Linked DNA regions of Mus musculus: all the other regions are linked to region 1. A link is a contact called in public HiChIP or PLAC-seq and promoter capture Hi-C data. All regions are on one chromosome and are shown on one strand. The core of a region is the stretch at or near the end of the contact, and the rest is flanking DNA. Distances in the headings are between cores, read along the strand shown. Region 1 holds the start of Inf2 (inverted formin, FH2 and WH2 domain containing). Region 2 overlaps Exoc3l4 (exocyst complex component 3-like 4). Region 3 holds the start of Eif5 (eukaryotic translation initiation factor 5). Region 4 holds the start of Cdc42bpb (CDC42 binding protein kinase beta).

The links. Promoter capture Hi-C pulls out the DNA fragments that hold promoters and counts their contacts. HiChIP or PLAC-seq counts read pairs in DNA pulled down with a chosen protein or histone mark.
Region 2: a contact with region 1 is called in a FOXA1 HiChIP or PLAC-seq map of pancreatic cancer cells. The contact joins the enhancer-like site here to the promoter of Inf2 in region 1. A contact is called at or near these places in 1 of 484 Hi-C or Micro-C datasets (the G1E-ER4 cell line) and 3 of 115 datasets of contacts at active chromatin or transcription factors (bone marrow-derived dendritic cells, microglia and pancreatic cancer cells).
Region 3: a contact with region 1 is called in a promoter capture Hi-C map of pre-B cells, with 3 times the contacts expected there. The contact joins the promoter of Eif5 here to the promoter of Inf2 in region 1. A contact is called at or near these places in 2 of 39 promoter capture datasets (liver and pre-B cells), 1 of 484 Hi-C or Micro-C datasets (the G1E-ER4 cell line) and 1 of 115 datasets of contacts at active chromatin or transcription factors (pancreatic cancer cells).
Region 4: a promoter capture Hi-C map of liver shows a contact between it and region 1, with 4 times the contacts expected there. The contact joins the promoter of Cdc42bpb here to the promoter of Inf2 in region 1. A contact is called at or near these places in 3 of 39 promoter capture datasets (cranial neural crest and liver).

What each region holds. Positions count from the first base shown.
Region 1 is chr12:112,586,996-112,590,645 of GRCm38.p6, forward strand. Inf2 (inverted formin, FH2 and WH2 domain containing) reads left to right here and starts at 1,789. Exons shown (of 23, transcript NM_198411.2): 1 at 1,789-1,900.
Region 2 is chr12:111,428,551-111,432,153 of GRCm38.p6, forward strand. Exoc3l4 (exocyst complex component 3-like 4) reads left to right here. Exons shown (of 14, transcript NM_001289487.1): 11 at 1-27; 12 at 107-259; 13 at 865-986; 14 at 2,119-3,130. The coding sequence ends at 2,302. Among named protein-coding and RNA genes, the nearest start is that of Tnfaip2, 12 kb to the right of the region's middle. Within about 2 kb of position 2,026, at least 206 of the 459 cell types and tissues checked have an H3K27ac peak or open chromatin away from gene starts, as enhancers often do. A contact at or near this core is called in the G1E-ER4 cell line, bone marrow-derived dendritic cells, microglia and 1 more, where this site is marked.
Region 3 is chr12:111,536,303-111,539,654 of GRCm38.p6, forward strand. Eif5 (eukaryotic translation initiation factor 5) reads left to right here and starts at 1,799. Exons shown (of 12, transcript NM_173363.5): 1 at 1,799-1,937; 2 at 2,053-2,246; 3 at 3,106-3,352. The coding sequence starts at 3,314.
Region 4 is chr12:111,376,395-111,379,937 of GRCm38.p6, forward strand. It overlaps Cdc42bpb (CDC42 binding protein kinase beta), which reads right to left and starts at 1,324. Exons shown (of 37, transcript NM_183016.2): 1 at 703-1,324. The coding sequence starts at 877.

The DNA.
Region 1 (3,650 bases), core at 539-3,038:
ACAGAGACAGACACAAAGACATAGAGAGAGAGAGAGAGAGAGACAGACACAGAGATATAGAGGGACAGACACAGAGACAGTGAACCAACAGAGACAAAGAGACACAGAGACACACAGAGAGAGACAGAGAAAGAGAGAGAGAGAAACACTATGGTAGCACAATCCTGCAATCCTATTACTTTCCAAGGGCTGCGACAGGAGAATCGATATTTCTAAGCTATGTAGTGCAACAACTCACAAAACAATCAAAAAAGGAAATGGGAAAGGCCCGAGAACAGCCACCGCACTCAGGCAGGTGACGCTCCTGAAGCAGAAACGTCACTTCTGTGGCCACAGAGAGCCCAAGCTGAGGTTCAAGGGAAACTCCCACTCCTGCAGCATCCAGAGCCACAAACTGCCAGATCTCTGAACCCTGACCCCAGCTACCAACTAGCTACTCTGCCCGCTTCATCCTGCTCTGGCCTCTCATGGCTTGGCCTGACCCTGAGGAACAGCTCCAACAGGGCCGCACCTCCCTCAGGGCCACTGCAGAAGAACCTGGAAAGATGACACAGTTCCCAAACACAGCCACTGCGGTCTCATGGGGGGATGAGGGAATGAGGGATGGTGACAGGCTGAGGCCAACAGTCCTCCAGGCTGGGGCCATAGTCACATTCCTCCTTTTGGGTAAATAAACACACCCTCTGACCAAAGGCCCAGGACAGAGTGAGTAAACCTTGCTGACCCCTTCCCAGAAGGAGCCACCAGACCTAGGTGATGTTGGGTAACCAGAATTGCAGCCCAGACAGAAGGTCTCTGTGCTGAGCGTTAGTGGGGCTGAGTGGCTCATTTGGTGGCTGCAGGGACTGTGCATTCTAAGAACAGCTGAGTCCCACTACAGGAACGGCCAAGACTTACATCCCAGGCTGGGCAGTGTCCAAGAGCCAGTCAGCACCTGCCTTGGCGGTGCACACCAAGCACTTTGGGGCCATCCCAACACTGGCTAGCTATCAAAGGTTGCTTTTGGCCCTGCGCTTGAGATGATAGGGCCGAGCAGGGGGCACAGAATACTGAGATGGACATTTACAGGCAGCCAAGGCTGTGCTTAATCCCATGTGGCAGAAGAGCACATAAACCCCCAAGCATGATGCTGTGTCCAGGATAGAATGGCTACAGGAGATCCAGAGCCCTTCACTCTGCCCACCCGCCACATGCCCTCCACCCAGCTTGGAAGATTCAAGGCTCAAGTAAGTGGAGACCCTTTATTCACGTTCATAAACCTTTTAAAGGTACAACTTCAAGCTGGAGAAACTGAGGGCGCACAGCCCAGGCTAGGGCCAGGGAGAGCACTTCAGCAGGTCCTCAGGACAGAGCTAGAAACTGGAAATAGCTACCTCCAGTGAAAAAAGGATGAAGGTAGGGACATCGGAGGACTCTCAAGATCAGCAGCCTACAGCAGGGCTCCCGTGTGGGAGGCAGAGCTGGACCAGAGGTGGTGGAGAACCTGACCAACTCGTGAGTCCACCAGATGGCCAGCGTAGGGGAGAGATAAGGAACGTGCTAGGGAGCCTGGGCGGGAACTGACAGTGAGGTCGGAGGCAAAAGGGCCATTCCCAGCAGGTCTCTAGAGAGTCCCGGAATGTCCCATTCCTTTTCATCTCTCCGCCCCCGCAGAGATGCCAGACCCGGGTGGGCAGGGCTTCCTTGGAGACCCCACCCCGCCCCGCCCCGGGCAGCACCGCCCCCCACGTGGCCGCCGCCGGGTGGGGCCGCACCTCCCCTTCCTCCCTCCAGCCCCGCCCGGCCCGCGAGCGCGGTTAGACTGTGCGGAAAGCAGCCGCGAGGCCGCCGCCCGCAGCCCCAGACGCTCCGGCGCCGGGACACAGCACTCTGCACCATCTCTCGGCTGTACCCCCACCCGGTAAGTCCGCGGCTTCGGGCTAGCCTGGAACGCAGAGGGAAACCGAGTCTGGGGGCAGTGAGGGAAATGGTTGGGGTTGAGGAGCGGACTGCCGCGTGTGCACCAAGGTGGCCAAGAACCTGGTCCCGCGCTCTTGGCCCTCGACTACGGGCTGATATGGAGATGATGCTCACTGCTCATAGGGTGTTTGCTCCGGGTCGGACTGGAGGAGTTCCCCCACCTTGCGGCTACCACATCCTGACCATGAATCAGCCACAGTTGAGAAAATAAACTTCAACTGGAGGTCCGCCTCCGGGATAGCACAGGGCGAGCTTGCGGCCCCGCCCTGACAGCTAGCTTCTAAAGATGCCCGCCGCCGGTGGGCTAAGGCAGACCTGAGAGAGTGACACAGCTCTGTTTCTTGTGGCTACCCCTGTCTACCCTCCTCCTGGGCAAGGACGCTGGGAATGAAGGTGATCTTAGCAGAAAGCCCAACTATGCTTTGGTGGACTCCCTAGAGGACTATGGGATGGAGAGCCGTCTATGGGCCCGTGTGTCCCGTCTTCTAACCGCTCAGTGCCCGGTGGCACACGGTGACAGGTTGGACACACCAGGAGTCAGCGGCAAAAATGACCCTGCTCCTTCCTGCCTTGGGCTCCAGGTCAGTGCACCCACTCTAAAGCTTGCACGCCCGGGTCGAAGCCAGAGTTGGGAAGTCCCTCCTTACCCGTCCTCTCTGGGCCTCAATTCCTTCTCTAAACTTGAAGGGTGAGGAGAGTGTCTCAGACTGTATCCCTTCAGGGTGTCACCCAGGGCAGGGGGCATTTGGGAAGCAGACACTGTAACCCCTAGAGCAAAAAAAAAAAAAAAAAAAAAAAAAAGGTGTTTGTTCCAAGGCTGGAGACTAAGGCTTCTCCCTGTCCCAACCCATTGGTTGGGGAGCAGCTGTGCAAGTTGACCTAGCTGGGGGTCCCCCTAGGACCAGGTAGGAGTTGCCCTGCCTGGCTCTGCCTTCCTACCTTTTCCTGGCGGTCTCTAAGCTTCCCTCCCTGGTACCCAAGCAGGCTGTTGGCAAGGGTTCTGCTCCTGAGGGGTTAACCTCCAGCTGAGGCCCCTCATTTTGTGGGGGTGCTGATGGCTGTCTAGCTAATTGCACCCATCTCGCTGTGCTGAGACCTGAAAGCACCTACCTTAAATAGACTCGTTCACCTTCTACCAAAGTGCACTTGTTACAGGGGAAAGTTTTCAGGCTTATGAAAGCTGTTGGAGGAGGCAGGAGAATTGCAGGATGGTGGGTGATGGGGACACCTGTGGGTGCAGGCAGGCTGCTGCTGGGCCATTCTGGGCAGGAATGGTGGCGGTCTCCGGAGTAGGCTGAGTCCTTGGGCTCTGTGAGGGTCCTCACGGTCTGAAGGATGGGGCCTAATATTGTACTGCCTGACCCTGCACACAGCAGGTGTTTAATAGGTGCATAGTTCCTTGGCCAGTGGGCATTGTGGTTAGAGAGGGTATACCTCTCTCTTTTTAGAGTGAGCTTCAGAGTTAGTCTCTCGGGGCTACCATAAGGGGAACCATAAGGGGAACGGGCCTAGGAACATCTGATGTAGAAAGGGACGATGGACCCCCCCCTGTCACTGGAGGTGTGAGAATGGGGCCCTAATATGTGGCCTTCACCCTGGTTAGCCTGACCTAAGTGAGGAAGGTCTTGTGAGAATGTTCAGACAGCCTGGGCCTTGAACCAAAGTAGGATCTGTTTAGAGCTACCCCTGCT
Region 2 (3,603 bases), core at 776-3,275, 1.2 Mb before region 1:
GAGCATGTGACCCCACCACTGGCACAGGTACCAGGAAGTGGGTGGCTGGCATGGGTGTGCAGAGCCCATGGCTTTGATCCTGACCACTACCATCTCCCTCTCCCAGGAGACACTGCAGGAGGTGCACCGTTTTGTGGTCCGCGAATACCTGGGGCAGGTGCTGAGGCCCCACGAGAGGTTCAGTGGCCAGGATCGACTGAAGGGCTCTAATAAGATGAACCTGGATGCCCAGGCCATTAGCAACACCTTCCAGGGCTTGGTAGGAGCAGCGTCTGACTGTCAATCGGGCTCAGTCTCTGGCCAGCAAACCCAGCCAGGAACCCCCTATTCTGTTGTTTTCATCCTGTAAAGAGCCCTCACGGCGGGTGAAGCAGGAGAAAAGAGCTTCCACTAGGCGGTTCTTCAGACTCCACAGGGAAAATGGCAGTGGGGCTAGACTCTAAAGGGGCGGGCACAGGAGGGGGTTTCACTTTACATTGTATTTGCATACATTTGTGGGTGAAGGCAAAGAAGGAATGAAGGTTATGATGGGCAAGGTCTGTGGGAGATCTTTCCCCTCTCGGGAGCACTTTGAGCCCAAACCCCTTATCTGGGCTGCTGGCCTCCTACTGGTGACAGGTTCCAATCAGCACTTTCCTGGTCAGGGCTCGGATTTCCCGTCTGTGCAGACAGGAAGAAAACTCTCCAGAGTCACCGCAGATGTGGTCTGTGGAATCTTATTCCCTGACTCCGTGGAATCTTCTTATGGGCAAGCCACCCGCGGCAGACACACGGGAAGGGTGTTTCTGGGCACTACAGGAGAGGTTTGTAGGCAGAGACTCCTTGGGGGAGATGAACCACGCACATATCTCCCTGTTTCCTTAGGGCTCTGAAGCCAAGTGGCTGGACCAAGCCATCCTGTCTGTGGCTGAGATCCTGGGCGAGACATACAAAGACGACATCCGGCGGCACCTGGAAACACTTATACGGAGCTACCCGGACATCAGGTTAGCAGATCCTCCTTCCCTCCTAGAGTCAGGGGTCACTGGAACCTGGCACTCGCGCCTTTAGCAAAGTGAGTGCAGGCGTGGAACGGAGGGAAGAGCGAGCTTGTCAGGGCCGAGAGAACTGTGGCTTAGTCGGGAAGCGAACCGCGACGGACCCGTGTGCGCATGCCCGCGAGGAAGGCGCACAGGGACCGCAGGCAAGAGGACCATCCCCTCCCTCGTGTTCTCCACCATCTGTGGACGGCGTGGCTCCACTCTCGGGCTCAAACCCTCTCTGGAAGCTCTCTGAGGCCTCGGCAGCCATGAGGAGGCTCGTGTGGGGCAGTGAATCATCAGAGCCCTTGGAAATCCCGGCTTGGCTCTCTCCAGTGCTCTCGGAGATTCCGGGATGGAAAGATCACTGAAAGCCCCTGGTCCAGCCCCTTCTCTGGCTCCTTGCTGCTCGCAGCTTGTTTGTTCTGGTAGATTTTGAATACGGACAACAACGACCCGACCCCGTTAGTTCCTTCTAAGTTTTCAGTTTCCCTACCGCTCCTCGGGGGTTCCCCAACTGGTGTTTGGCCCTTCCTCCCTGGCTCCAAAAGTGGTCTTGGATGGCTGCGGGGAAGCAGTGGGGACGCAGTGACTCAGGGTGCCCCTTTGTACCTATTCCACCCACGTCCACCCCTCCACCACTTCACCTGTCACCCTACACCCCCACCACGCTCTGTCTTGCACACTGTGAGGACATTCCCCAACCTGCCGCCTGGCCTGGCCTGGCCTGGCCTCTACCTCCCTAGCATTCTGCCAGTTTCTGGAGCCTTCCCTAGATCAGAGTTCTTGCGTTGCCTCTGCACAGAGCTTCTTTCCGCTGTGCGCATGCCCCCTCCCCTGTCTCATGTCTGTGTGTTCTAGGTCCAGTTACTGTGCACCTCCAGGCCCACACTCCCGCCTCCTTGCCTCCTTTTAGAGCCCCATCCCCTCGCAGCCTGGGATAGTCCCAGCCTTTCAGCCTCCCTAATCCAGCTCCAGGAATGCTGAATCATACTTCCTCCCAAGCCTGGGTTCCTGCCCTCCCGGGGGTGGGGGCGGGGCAAGAGCTGAAGGGTACCAGGGGGCACCGCTCTGCAGTGGGGAACCTATGTCTCTACAGGCGAGACCACATTCTGGCCATTCTGGCACTACGCAGACTCGGCCGCCGCCGGAACCAGAATCTCTTGCAACACACCCAAGACTTGCTGAGGGCTGCCCACGAGACCAGGCTCCCCTCACACCACGTGCTCTTCGAGGAGATCGAAGTGCCCACCTCTGTGGACGTGCTAATCACCTGCATCTAGGGCTGAAGGGCGAGCAGGAGCCTCGTTGGCCGAGGATCTGTCACCCTCTCCATGACTGACCCCAAGTTGGGAGCCCAGTGAGTCACTCTGGCCCTACCCCCAGCACTGAAGCCTGGGGACATGGAATTTTTGGTCTCAGCTGCCTGGCTGCTCAGCCAGAGGAGCCAGGAGATGAGGCATTCCGGGCATTTGTGGGGGAGTCTTTTGGGGCTGCGGAGTCTCCTTTCAGGACTTCAGGCCAGGGAAGGCTTCCCTTTCTAACTGCTCAGCACATCCACACTGTAGTGCGAAGCTGAGGATTCTAAAAATAAATGTGAATTAAAATAGTGTACAAGGTTGGGCAAGCTAAGCTGGTTGGGAGAGGTGATGCTGGATTGAATGTATGGGAGGACCGAGCCAGTCCTGAGCTGGAAAAGCCCCTGCCTGCCTCAGCAGATCAAAACAGGAGCCTTGGCTCTCCCTTCAAAGGTTGTGCTCCCAGCACCCACAGGGCGATAAACAACCGTCCTCAACTCCAGTTCCAGAGGACCAAACGCCCTCTCTGGCCTCTGTGAGTGTGAGCTTGTGCTGAACACAGACATGCAGGCAGGCAAGACACGTGTGCATAAAGGAAAACTAAATACATTTTAAAAGCAACAACAAAGCAAAGGCAGACCCCACACCCTGGGTCCCTAGCCTCAGACACCACGTTGGTCTTGCCCAGAAGGGGTAGACAGCCCTCAGCCTCTTGCTAGGCACCTGAGCCCTCGTGAGCACCGGTTCTGCAGCTTGCAGTATTCTAGTTTCATGTAGGAGGGACTCTCAAGCAATAAAATTTGCCAGGTCACTGTGTGGTGGTGGTGTACAGGTGGAAAGGTAACCATGCCTCGGGTACATTTCCAGGAGACAGTGCACCTGCTTCCCTAGACAACTTGAAATTTGTCTATAGCCTGTAGGCAAAGGCTGGAGACCTGTTTTCATTGTTGGCTCCAATTCCCAGGGAATATGTGAGCCAAACCAGGATTTACAGAGTTGATGGCACGGGGCTGTGATGGCTTTCTTACTCTACTGTTCCCCAGCAGACTGCCACTGTAGCTTTGGGCTTGACCCTGACACTAGCTTATGTGGGGATAAGTAATTGCATGTGGTCTGGGGTCCCAAAAGCCCTGTGAAGTTTCCCTCCTCAAGTGTATAAGACCAGGGTTCTAAAATGCTGCAGTGTGAGGGAGGTGGGCAAAGCATCTCTCCCTGCTCTCCCAGGCCCCTCCCTCCCCTGTGTTGGGGGAGGGGGTTGGTGGACAAAGCCATGTCTGAGTCTGCTG
Region 3 (3,352 bases), core at 549-3,048, 1.1 Mb before region 1:
CTTCTTAAAGCTGTAGGATATTAGAATCTGATAAATGGCGTGATTACGAGTACTTCTTATTGTAAATAAATAAAATTAATTTAAAATTTTTTACAAAGCACTTAGCTGGGTGTGCTAGTACCTGTCTGTAAGCCCCTACTAGGGAGGTTGAGGCATGAAGCTAGCTATGAGTTTGGGGCCAGGCTGGGCTACATACTGAAAGGGCATCAAAGTGATTCTTAGAAGTTGTCCATAATAACAGCACTAAAAATTAAAAGCAACACTAGCATAAGCTTTTATATTTTCATCTCCTTTGTGGCTGTCCTGGAACTTGTTATATAGGCTAGGCTAGCCTGCCTCTGCCTCTGGAGTGCTAGGATTAAAGGTGTCAGCACCCCTGGCTCCTACAAACTTTTAAAATGAAGTTAAACATCAGGCCATCGAACATACAGAAAAGACCACTTTGTATAGTGTTACCAAAAATACTTTTGTGAGACAAGCCTCTTACCTCGGACTGGTTTCACACCCTTTTCTGAGAGTTTCTAAAATATTGCCATTTGAGTTCAGCCAAGCAAAAACTCAATCTTTTCCAATACTGCCAAGTCATGATCCATGGCTCACAGAGGCACTGCCTGAGATCTTTCCACTTTAACGAGGGGGAACCTGGATAAGCACAGAGCCGTAAAAACTGTAGAGCCATGGACTGTGAAATAAAAGCTACAGAAGAGACACAAATCTTTCAGTTCTGCATCTTGTCTTTAGTCTCCCTCACGGACATGGTCAATTAGCTTTACAGAGCTTTTAAGTCATGGGGAAATAACCTTGGATTTGGGCAAAATAAAATTGATCTTTCCATTTTAACCTTGTTACAAATTCTACTGGCGTAGAACAAAGGGCAGCCCTTCTTCCACAACACTGCTCTTTCTCCCCATCCAGGAAACCAGGCAGCTGCTGACTAAGCCAGGCTGCTGCTCTCAGAAGCCCTGGGAAGGTGGAACAGGTATTTCTATATTATTAGTTGGACTCTGGGATGATTTCAACTCTCAGTCGAAACTTTTACCAAAAAAAGAAGTTTTTTTTTTCTTTTAAATAATGGAAGAGTGTCTAGGAAAGAAAAAGTCCGGGCTCCTCTTCCGAACATAAATTGTTAGTAAATAAAACACTGTTGCCTCCTCGGGTGCACCTGCAGGGAGTCACAGTCACCAACCAGCCTGGCCTTTACAGACCGGGCTGGGCTGGACGGGGTGGCCCTACGTGGCGACTGAGCCCCGAGGCGGGGGGATGGCCAAACCTCGAGGCACAGCCGGACCTGACTGGGGTCGAGACCACCCTAAGTTGCGCGGGGACCCAAGCTACACAAAAAAAGGTTTCTATCGTGGGAAACCTCAGAGCCACAACCGCGGAGTCTCGGCTCGGCGGCGGCTTGGCTCCCCGAGCTCAGGGAGAGGCACCATATGGGATGACAGGCACGGGCCAGGCAGCAGGAAGGGTGGTGGGAAAGAGGCAAGGGGAGCCGCAGTGTCGGGAGCCTCCTGGCGCGGTCCAGATGAGCAGTTAGATCACGCGTGGCCCACAGAGAAGCACCGTGGACATAGCCGGCCCGGCCCCGCCCCGAGAGAGGACTAGGCAGGCGCCATAGTGCCTGAACGCATAAACTCAGAGCGAGCCGGGCTATCGCGAGACCGCGAAGGCCTCTGGGAAGGACGGAGTTGGGGGGGGGAAGGGAAGGGAAGGAAGCTGGGACAGGCAGGAGGCGGGCCGAGACCACGAGTGGAGCCCCAGGAAGTGGAGGGCGGAGAAGCGTGAGATCGACGTGCATGCGAGCCAATGACAAGAGAAGTTGGGAGGGCCTGCGGCCAATAAGCGGTGGCTGCCCGGTACAAGGGGCGGGCTCCGGGGCCGAGGGTAGCTTGAGCGCGGCGGCGGCGTTGTTCAGTCAGAGCGAGAACATTCCAGAGGTGAGTCCGCGGGGGGCGGTGGCCCGCGCCCCTGCCCTGCGCTCCCGCCCCTCCACCCCGCGGGCCGCCGGCGGGGGCAGGCGCCGCCCGCCGCTCACTGCCTTGTCCCCGCCAGGTCGCCAGGCTCGGCGCTGCTGGTGTGGACGCGGACGTCGCTGGGACAGTCCCTCCCGCTGCTCGGCGGCGGCACCTGCCCAGCCGCCCCTCCGCTCGCCGCCGGCCCCGCCGCTCCGGACCCGGTTTCCAGCGCCTCTTCCTCCCAGTCCCGGGCGAGCCGCGTTGGGTTTATGTCTTTATTTGACGAAAACGGTGAGTCGCGGGCGGCGGGCCATGGCGGCGGCAAGATGGCGGCGCGGCCGCGTGACCCGCCGCGCGTGTGGCGCAGTTTGGGGGGGGCCGGGCCGTGCGGGAGCGCGCCCGCGCGCGCGCCGTGGCTGAGTCAGGCCCGGGGCGCGTTTGTGACTCAGGGAGGCCGCACCTCTGCCCCGCCGGCCGCCGGAAGGGGGAGGCCGGGCGACGGGCTGCGACCGTCGCGTAGCCATGGGGACGAGGGCGAAGGTCGGCCGTGCGCCGAGGGAGCGAGGGGAGGGAGCCCGGGCGCGGCTTCGGCCGTGGTCCTCGTGCTCCGACGGAGCCAATGGCTCCCAGCCTGGACTTGCCGCCCTGAAGCCCCCGGAGTCGCCGAAGCCGCCCCTCGGCGGTTGGCAGGTCCGGCTCGACGTTTCCCGTTTTACCACGATGGCAGCCGGGGGAGGCGCCATCGGCGAAGTTGGTGGCCCCCGGGCCTGAAGTGAGGGAGAGAAAGGGCCCGGATCCCCTTTTCGGCAGTTACAACGCTGTCGCTCGGCCGGGGCAACCCATGACTCGCCGGTGGCCTTTGATGTGACAATCTCCCGGCGGCTGAGGGAGCAGGGTTTGTGTTCCGTGTTGTCCTCCTCGTTTCGAGCAGTTTCCCTGCCAGTCACAACCCGTGTCAAAATGGTGGCCTCCTGGGTTCCTGGAGTTGTGCTTTGTTACATGGGGATGTCAGCTGTTTTCTCACAAGGACTCGGGCTGTTAGAGCTCGGAGTGTTAGTTGTGTGAGGGACTCGGGGACGGGAAGTTGTCCCGGGGAGGAGTGATGCTAAACCTGTAGGGTTGTTGTGTGTTTTCTCCTTTTCTCTTTCAGAGCTGTTGCGCAGCCATTGGTACCTGTATTGGGGAAACATAGCATACAAGCAAGAAGCTTACAGCCTCAGTGGCGAAAATTTTTTCATGTCAGAGACCGAGAACTCTTGCAGTCGTTTATGTCATCCCTTCTTCTCCAGACAGAAGATACCAAAAAGTTGCAATCAAAGATCTCTTCATCTTATTGATAAAGTCACTAATAAGCCAAAATGTCTGTCAACGTCAACCGCAGCGTGTCAGACCAGTTC
Region 4 (3,543 bases), core at 74-2,573, 1.2 Mb before region 1:
AACTGTCAATGAATGACTTAATCAAGCATTCGTCCTAATAAAGCACAATAGATCATCCGATCTATGATTACTGCATTAGATCCCTAGATGAACCGAATACCCAAGATCAGATGTATAAGTTTTTAAGTGACAGTTCTAGCTGTCACACACACCCCGAAATATCACCAGTCTGACACGGTTACAATTAGGGAGTCGGGGGTTGGGGGTGTTGGGGGAGGGTTCTTGTATTTTATATAAAACCTTTAACAGTTAAAAACTGCTCGGACGTGCTAAAAGAAAGGGATATTCAAGCCGTGGACATCAAGGGGAGGTGGACAGGCTGTCACCTGGGTGGAGTCCTAGGGGCTGGGCTGTGGAACGAAGCCTTCGGAAGGCCCACCGAGCAGGGGCGGGTGGTGAGGAGGTGCAAAAGGCACAGAGGCTGCCCTCCCACCCGGTAGAGTCTAGGGCTAGGAGGGGTAGCTCCAGGCTCGACTCTGGACCCCAAAGGCTAGTCCGGGGCGGGGGCAGGGCGGATATCCCAGGGAGCGCTGCAGGAAATGATATCCAGACTGGGAGGGTGGGTCTAGGAAGCGGCCAGGGCGATGGCCGGGAGTGGGGGGAGTGCAAACGGAGGATGTGGCTCCGGAGCGCAGAACCAGGGAGGCCCGGCGCGGGTGCGAGCAGTGAGAGGCGCAGGGGGGCGAGCGGCACCTTACTCACCCCACTCGAGGAACTCCGCCACATACTTGTCGCGGCGCAGCGCCGAGTGGCTGCACTCGGTGTAAAGGCACACCAGCACGTCCAGCAGCGTCTCCACGCTCAGGGCGCTATCGTTGCGCCACGGCCCGTCCAGGAGCAGCTGCTCCAGCTTCTTGAGCCGCACCTTGGCCGACATGGTGCCGCGCGGCCCGCTCCCCACGCGCCGGCCTCTCTCCGTCCGTGCGCCCCGGCGTCAGAGCCAGCACTCCCCGGCCCGGCGGCCGCGCACCCCGGCGTCCAGTAGCCGCACAGTCCTTGTCGTCGCAGCCCGGCCTAGGCCGACATCTTGGGCTCCGTCCCGGCGGCACCGAGTCTGGGGCACCGGGCCCCGCGGGTCCATGGGCCGGTCTCCTCCCCTAGGCGCCGCCCGCACGCCGTCCCCGCCCTCGGCGCCTGGCCGCGCCCTCGCGCGCGCCGTCACCGACCCGGACCGCGGCGGAGCCCAGCACCGCGTACACCCGGCCGGCGCCCGAGCCCCGACCTCAGCCCGGCCAGCCGCCCAGCCCGCGACCTGCAAGCCAACCAGGGCGCGGCCAGCGCGGCGCAGCCAACCACCGCGGGGCCGATCGCCGCCGCGCTGACCTCAGCGCGACGCCCCGCCCTCGGCCCGCGGCGATCCTCCGCTCTTTGGGCCTCGCGGTTCGCCGTAGGGACGGTGTGGGGCGGGGTACCCAGTGCGAAACCGAGATTGCGGGTGGCGCACGCGCACAGGAGCGCGGGCGGGGCGCCCAGCCGCGCTGTGTGCGCCCTGGGTCCCATAGTTCGGCTCTGTTCCCGATCCTCGGGACCGACCCTCGTGGCCTAGCGAGGCAGCTGTCCGGCGCGACCCCCGGGTCATTACTGCTGGGTTTCGGTTGAGCTCGTCTGAGCTGTGAACCGACAGTGCTCTGGGTCCCAGTGCGCACGGGAGACGCGGGCGGGGCACCTGCCGGGAGGCTCCGGGGTCCGCTGGACGCGCGCTCCCCACTGGGCACGCGCCGCTGGGGATGCGCAGTGCCCTGTCTCATCGGTTCAGAGTCTACCCCGTGACTGATTATTAGGGTGTCGACCTGGTGGGGAGTAGACTGTTGTCTCCAGGCGAGTCGCCGCTTTCACTCAGTTGGACGGCTCAGAAGGTTGATGTAAAACATCCCTTATGACATCCCCAACCTCCGCAGAGGAGGAGCCCTTTGTGGACCCCAAGGTTGCTTCAAAAGAATGGGGGCTTGTGGTGCAGCAGAGGCGGGGCAGGTGGGGTTTGGAAGCCGGAAGCTGAGAGGAGCCTGAGGCAAAGCGCAGGGTGGAAAGCCGAATGGCGACTCCAGCAGGAAGCGACTGAAGAGTCCCTGCCTGCTGGGAATGATGTATGACTTGGTTGGGGTTACGAAGCACACACATAAGCCTCCAAACTGCCCTCAAAATTCACGCGCGTCAGTATGTGTGTGTATCTAACTTAGTTTTTAAGACGCAGGCAAAATAGCCCGGTATTGTAGGTTGGATAGAGCGAACCCTTGTCAGATCTTTATTATTGTGAAGGAATCTATACACATATAAAGTATATTCACGAGTTACTGCATGTGTGTGATGCCCAGTTGTTTAAACTTAAAAATTAAAGCCCAAGAGAATCATCCTACCCAAAACTAAAGTCTGAGCAGCCAACTGCATTTTTTTTTCCTTGACAGCCCTCTTGCTTTTTCTTTGTCCCGTAAGCTTGCCCACGAGAGTGTCTTCTTTGGCTGGCCCTGTCACACTTCCAGCCACTCCCAACGGACAACTCTGAGTCCCTTCTCTGATTGCATGCTGCTGGACTATTTAATCCCTCCAAATTAGGACTTTGCCCTTGCACCCCGGTACCAGTCTGAGGTGCCCAACCCAACTGCCTTCAGTGCGTCTGCTCATCCCAGATCTGTTTCCGCACTGCCTTTTAGGACGCCGTCCACCCCTGGGACAGATCAGACCCAGGTGTACTCTGTAAGCTTCCTTTGAACTTGAAACAGTGAGTATACTTGCGTGGTGGCACATGCCTTTAATCTCAGCACTCGGGAGGCAGAGGCAGGCGGATCTCTGAGTTCGAGGCCAGCCTGGTTTACAAAGTGAGTTCCAGGACAGCCAAGGCTATACAGAGAAAACCCTGTCTCTGAGAAAGAAAGAAAGAAAGAAAGAAAGAAAGAAAGAAAGAAAGAAAGAAAGAAAGAAAGAAAGAAAGCTTTCTGTAGTCAATTTCCTCTTGTGCATTTTAGTCAGTTTGGGAAAGGATTTGAGTTGCCACCCGGGAAGCCCTTTGCTCACTTGCCCTGTTCATAACTACTTTTACTTTGGTGCCTGCTTTTGGAGCATGAGGGCTAATATTTTAGAAAACAGAAAGTCTGTGACCAACAAGTTGAAGGGTGAGAGGCTTGGGTGCTGGCTCTTGCCTGAGGAAGCCTAGCTATGTATCTTCTATGTATGGCATCCATGAGAGCCCACCATGTCCTTACAGTAAACAGCTTTTAGATCAACACGCCAACCCTACTCCAAGCTAGCCTATCCCAACACCTCAAAATGTTCACAACACAGTCACTTCAAGCCACAAGCAAAGACTTGGTCCAGAGTTGGGGACAGGTTGATAATCTACCTAGGCAGTCTGGAGGGATTAGCCCTCAGATCCTGAGAATTCCACATCTGCATAGATGATGTCTAAACAAATGAGGGTGGCTCTGTGCCAGTGCAACTTTATTTACAGAAGCCAGGGGTTTATAGGGCTGCAGTTTGCCAACTCTTGCTTCACAGCAGAAGCCGTGATGGTGGGATTTCAGACTTAACAGCCTCAACCCCTGTTGGAGA